2 separate regions of the Gossypium arboreum genome follow, and region 1 is linked to region 2. A link is a contact called in public Hi-C data. All regions are on one chromosome and are shown on one strand. The core of a region is the stretch at or near the end of the contact, and the rest is flanking DNA. Distances in the headings are between cores, read along the strand shown. Region 1 holds the start of LOC108489710 (LEC14B homolog). Region 2 holds the start of LOC108489613 (nucleoside hydrolase 3-like).

Region 1 (2,907 bases), core at 93-2,592, 140 kb after region 2:
ATATATCCTAATTTGACTTTTCTGCCTCGTCAAAAAGTGTAAAATCAGTCAAAGACCAAAGAATAAGATCATAAAAACTTCAGCTAAGTAAAGCTATACAATCAGTGAGCCAACAAATACACAAGTGATCAGTATTTCTGTATTTCACCTATAGCCCAAGGAATGAAACAATACCTGGAATCCAGCAACAAAAAGAGAACCATCAGCTGAAAACTGTGACACATATGCTCGACTTTGAAGCCGGTCCAAGCACCTGGGACCATTGACAGGCAAATACCGACTTAAAACATGGCAACCATCAGCTGATGAAAATCTCCCTCTACCTGTAAAATTACCCTCTCGCCCGACCAACATTTTGACCGGGGAAACAGGTAATTTCCGCTTTCCCAGAACACCTCGGGAGAGAAGTTCATGGGGTCCTGACCTAAGGTTTGTGTGTTGAGCAATATCATGAACAAGATAATCAGAATCCTCACTATAATCTTGATTTGCACAATATCCTTTAGGGGCATTCCCATCATTACAAGCATCAACATTCTTCCGAAACCTACTCATTATGTAACAAACTACCTAGATTTCACCAGATATATAATTTTCACCTAAAACAGCAAAATCAAAGCCTTTCATATCACTGTAAAATCTGCAACTCAGTTATGTCCTTTGTCAACCCTGCAAACAGTGACACTCTTCAACAACACAAACAATTAAAATCTAAGATGTAATTTGCTCCATTAACATTTAAACTATCAGAATTAAAAGTCACATAGGGCTAATCAAAATGCAGTTTTAGATATTCAAAGTATTTCTCAAGTGAAATTAATACTAGTAAGTCTCATGAGATGAAACTTTGGAGAAAGCTCCAATTCAAGTGAAATTGCTAAAAGAGAATCATTTTTCCAATTGTTGAGAAAAACAAGAGAAAGTGATAAGAGTCAAACTTTGAAATCATCACCATTTACAATCATAGTACAACAATTCAAATTCCATATGCACAAGAGGAAATAAACACATATTTTTCTTCTTCTTTTTTTTTTTTGGATCAAATATAGAAAACGAAGTGAATTGAATCAGTCCAATCAAATGACACACTAAAAACTAGAAGATAGAAAAAAAATATATCCAAATAAAACAGTGAAATCTTTTGGGTTCCTCAATATTTACTTCATTTTTTCATCAACCAAACTAGAATAAAATTTAGAAAGAAAAATTGAAGAGACAAAAAAAAAATCGTGTCAAACCTCCAATTCGATTAGCCAAATGTGAGAGCCGATCCTAAAAGAAATTTGATTGATTGAACTCTTATTTTATACTCGCTTTGTCTATTTTCTGGAGATATATGTGATAATACAGTGAGATGAAGGACACGTGCTAGATAATGATCATGTGTTGTGAGAACACGCGCTTGATGTTGCGTTTGAAAACTCGGCCGCTTTGTTAAAATGATAATTAATTCTCAAAATAAATATATTATTCCAAATAATTAATTTTCAATTTCATTACTACAAAGTTTTAGCATAATTGAAAATGTTTCAAATGGTTTTAGTCTTTGAGTAATGAAATTATTTGATAATCAAACTTTATTTTATCTATTTTAAACTTTAAATAATTTAAATCTGAATAAATTATTTGATAATTTGAATAAACTCATCTATTTGATTTTTTTCTTATCATCCCGTCAAACTAAAGTTGAGTAAACAAAATTCTAACATAATTTTAAAAATAAGAATATATATTATAATTATTTGGTATATTTTACTATCTAATATATTTTTTAAAAATCGTAAATAAATTTCTAAAAGAAATCCTGAAATTGAATAAAATTTCCACTTTATATTACTGCTCAAAATTGGAATTCAACAAATGAATATTATATATAAGCAAAGTGGGATCTAATTAACCTGACATGAAACAATACATACATATATATATATATATATATATATATATATATATAATAAATAAGGCAAAAAAAGAAATGAAAAGTTAAAATTTCATGGCGTCAACGTCACTACAGGTTTCGTTGCGTTAGGTGGCGTCAAATATTAGGGGAAGTTGTGGGCATGGAACTAAAGATCCGACATCTTCCCCCGAGTATTTTTGTGGCATGTTTTGAAGAAGTAATGCAGATGATGATTTGTTGTGTCATCTATCTATGTGAATTGATGCACGCCTGGATTTCTTCCAATGTTTTCCCTTTAGTTTCTGGGACAAACTTCACTACGAATAGGATTGTTATTATAGAGACTCCCGAGTAGATATAAAATGTGCCTGAAAAATATCATTTACATCATTATTATGTAATCCAAGAATATTTTTTCCATTTATTTTGTGCCCAAATTGAAAGGGGAATAGATTGATTTACCATAGGAACTCCAGGTCATCATGAAGTTGAATGTGTAAGAAACTGCCCAAGCACCTAACCAGTTCACTAGCACCACCAAGCTGCCTGCTACTCCTTTTACATTTATTGGGAAAATCTGTCTCTCCAAACAAATTGGATTCATTTAGAATTTGGGTTATTTCGAATTTAGGTTATTAATTTTTAAATTTAAAGAATTACAATGGTGGAGTCAGAAATTTTTTTTAGAGAGGGGCCAGAATTAAATTGTATATTTTATAATAATAAAATTGTAATTTTACAATTTTAATAAATCTATCTTTATAATTTTAAATGATTAAATTAATTTTTATTATTTTAAGAGGACTAAAGTATAATTTTACTATTACTAATTTAAAATTTTATAAATTATAAAAATTTAAATGAAAAAAATTAGGGGATTAGTCCTCACCTCAGACATTATCACCCAAGGAGCTGCTCCCAATCCAATTGAGAAAGATCCAACATAAATCTGATTTCAATGGAAGAAAAAATGGAAAAAGTAAATTTTTTTTATAATATTGAATAAG
Region 2 (3,242 bases), core at 354-2,853:
AAGGGAACAACGGTGATTGGAATACCAGAATGAAACACCTGCAATATCAGCCATAGATATACAAGTCTATACGCAATCAGTTAACAAGGACATTGAAGTTAATGTTATTAATGAATATTTCTTGAGTTACCTGATAAGTAGCAAAAGGATCACCAAAGATATTGAACTCAGCATAAGGATTACTGTTGTAATCAGTGAACAGATTACCAGGATAACCACACTGCCCTGGCTGGCAAGATGAGCTAGCATTTCTGGGACAGCAGCCGTTTGGATTTTCGGACCTCACTCCACCACCCATCACATATATATGCTCAACATTCTTCTTAAGTTGTGGATTATTCATTAGAAAAAGTGCAAAATTTGTGTGAGCTCCAATAAGGAACACCGTAATTGGACCTGCAGATATCGCTTCAATCATCACTTGTTGAGCAGTAGGCTGTTGAAGAGGTGAATATTTCCTGGTGCCCTGATTTCATGAAAGAAACCATAAAAAAGTTAGCCAATTCACCAATTCAGCTCCAATTGGGATGTTTATTGAACAATTACCTGTGGAAGAAAGGCTTTTCGAAGACCAAAGTTAGTGTCCGTATCTAATCGTCCTCCTCGACCTACTGGAACTGCTTGCCTATATCTACAATACCCAGTTGTTGTCATCCCCTGCTAAATGTAGCAGAAGTTAAGCATAAACAACAGATAACTCGTATTTGATGCTCATTTCCGAGTTCATGTAACATAGTGCACTAGTGTTGGTAAATGTAACTCTAGTGATTCGATTGAAAAGAGAGATTTAACCTGTTCAATTATAGGAAGATATCCACCAACATTTGGCAATATGGTGCCATCGTCAAGGATCCCACCTTCGCCGCCAACTCCGACAGCTATGTCGTCACGGTTCATCATGTACAGCATGTCATATATATGATTCACAGTATGCCCGGCATCAGACCATATATTTGCGTTGATTGTGATTGCCTGCATATTAAAATTATTATCAATGATATGTCTACATATTGCACCCAAGCATATTTCATCTCTTAAATTTTCGCCCTAGTTCAACATATAGCAGAAAAGAATTCACCTCCAAATGAAATTCTGATGGATTAAGCTTCAAGAGATAGAAGAGAGCAAAGAAGTCATCGGTATCGACATCTGTATCCAAAAGAATTCGAAAAGGCTTGGCCTCAACACCGTAAAAGATTGCTCCTAAAACTTGAATAATCAGAAGTAGAGCAACCCAAGATTTTGTGTGCCGCCACATCATGGCTTTTGATTGAACTGAAAACAGAGGCTACACCAGCATCGTTTCAGACCCAGGAATCAAGGCAAACAAATATGTTGTTCTTAGCAGTTTCTAAAACTTGTTTTGAGATGAGAAAAGGGGGTCTTCGCCTCGGTGATAGACAAAGATTCCGCAACTAGAAACACGTGAAAGAAGTGAGACAGATGAGATTCCATTGGAAAATGGAAACAAAAATCAAATTTGATAAGTTAATCAAATACTATTTTTTCCATTCAACCTGAATAAGAATAACTTGAATTATTGGAATAACAAATCCTTTTTAATTTTTGTTAATTTTAAAATTGAATAATTTTTCTCCTTCAATAATTTTTTTAAAATTATTTCTACTATTATTTATTTATTTTAATTGAATTAGTGTAAGATGTAATCACGAATTAATTTAATTAAAATTATCCTTTACGTATTTATATAAGAAAATATTTGAATTTTTAGAATCTATAAATAAGGCTAAGGCTAGGGGTTGACAACTATTATACAAAGAGATATAGTAAAATATAAATAGGATAAACTATCAAAATAGTCACTTTTGTTTGTCTTAAGTTACATTTTGGTCACTTATGTTTGAAATGATATATTTTAATCACTTAGGTTATCGTTTTGTTACGAAATTGTCACTGAGTTATTAATAGTTGCTAATAGTGTAACGACAATCTGATGTGGATTGTTATTTCATCGTATCAGACTAAAATTTTAGATCAAATTATACAACTAATCACTATATTTTTTTGGAATAATTTAATTTTTTTCTTTATTTTCTTCTTCCTCTCTATTTTTCTCTTTTCTAGAAAATATTGTGTCTAAAGGTTAAATGTTAAAATCAAAATTTTAAACAAATGTCAATTCATTACTACAAAATCATTTTTATTCAATCCAAAGTAAAAAAAGAAATTAATAAAGCTCTTTGATTTTTTCTTCTTTTTTTCGCCCTCTTCCTCTTCTTTCTTTATTCCTTTGTCCTTTTTCTTTGAATGTTTCAGTTCATATCTGTCTCACTTCATAATTCCTCATTTTTTCTTTCAGTTTCTTAAAAAATTCTGTAGGATTTTCCTTAGCTGGGCATGCAAGGATATTGCTTACAACTCTTTAACAAAACATCATTTTGTTTTGTTTTGTTTTGTTTTTGTAAATTTTCATTATTTTTCTCATTTGAATCTTGTGTTATTTCATCTTTATGCATCAAATTAGCATCTGGGTTTCTCATATTTTGTTATGTAAGATCTTAATTTGATCTTACCAAAGTTAGTGACTTTTTAGTTTGTTGCCTAGCTTTCTCAGTGTAGATTTTATGGTTTTTTACTCTTAGCATTCAATCTAGCTTCATGTTCTTGCCTACTTACTTATTTCTCTTCTTTCATCTTTCAGTTTTCTATTACTATTCAAGATTAAGTTTTGATTTAGCTTAAGAATTTTTGTTCTGTGTAGTTATTAGTTTTATTCTAAATTTTCTTTAGCAGCAAAACATGGGGATCTAATATGCCAATTCAATTTAAAAGCTCTTAAATTTTAATATGATTCATTCAACTGCAAAAAAGAAAAAGAAAAAAAAAGGTATATATCTCAACACCCTAAAATTGAAAAATTCTTTGAAGATGGCAAGAATAATAAAATTTTAACCCTTAACCTTTAGACACAATGTTATATTTTTGGAGTGAAGAATACGGGAAGAGAGAAAAATAAAGGGGAAGTGTAACAACTCGATTTAGATCCTATTTGGAACGGTGGTTTCGGGACTATGGATCCGAGCCAGAAAGATATTTTAAAATTATTTTCTGTGTTTATTATGTGTGAATTTATATCTCTGAAACTTTAGTGTTTTAATTTTGTCGTTTGAGTGCTGATTTAATAAAAAGGGCTTAATGGGCCGAATTGAACTTGTCTTATTAATATGAAGCATTTAAAATGCAATTAGGTCATTGAAATTTATGAGTGGACAGTTTTGGAC

Evidence for each region. A called contact is a pair of places that touch in the nucleus more often than the background predicts.
Region 1: a contact with region 2 is called in a Hi-C map of leaf, with 4 times the contacts expected there. The contact joins the promoter of LOC108489710 here to the promoter of LOC108489613 in region 2. A contact is called at or near these places in 3 of 5 Hi-C or Micro-C datasets (all in leaf).

The regions. Positions count from the first base shown.
Region 1 is chr10:100,720,784-100,723,690 of ASM2569848v2, forward strand. It overlaps LOC108489710 (LEC14B homolog), which reads right to left and starts at 1,343. Exons shown (of 10, transcript XM_017794415.2): 1 at 1,239-1,343; 2 at 175-669; 3 at 1-21. The coding sequence starts at 555. LOC108488552 (sugar transporter ERD6-like 16) reads right to left here. Exons shown (of 18, transcript XM_017792833.2): 16 at 2,790-2,849; 17 at 2,363-2,477; 18 at 1,811-2,268. The coding sequence ends at 2,147.
Region 2 is chr10:100,583,464-100,586,705 of ASM2569848v2, forward strand. LOC108489613 (nucleoside hydrolase 3-like) reads right to left here and starts at 1,604. Exons shown (of 12, transcript XM_017794276.2): 1 at 1,079-1,604; 2 at 793-972; 3 at 547-657; 4 at 131-466; 5 at 1-38. The coding sequence starts at 1,261.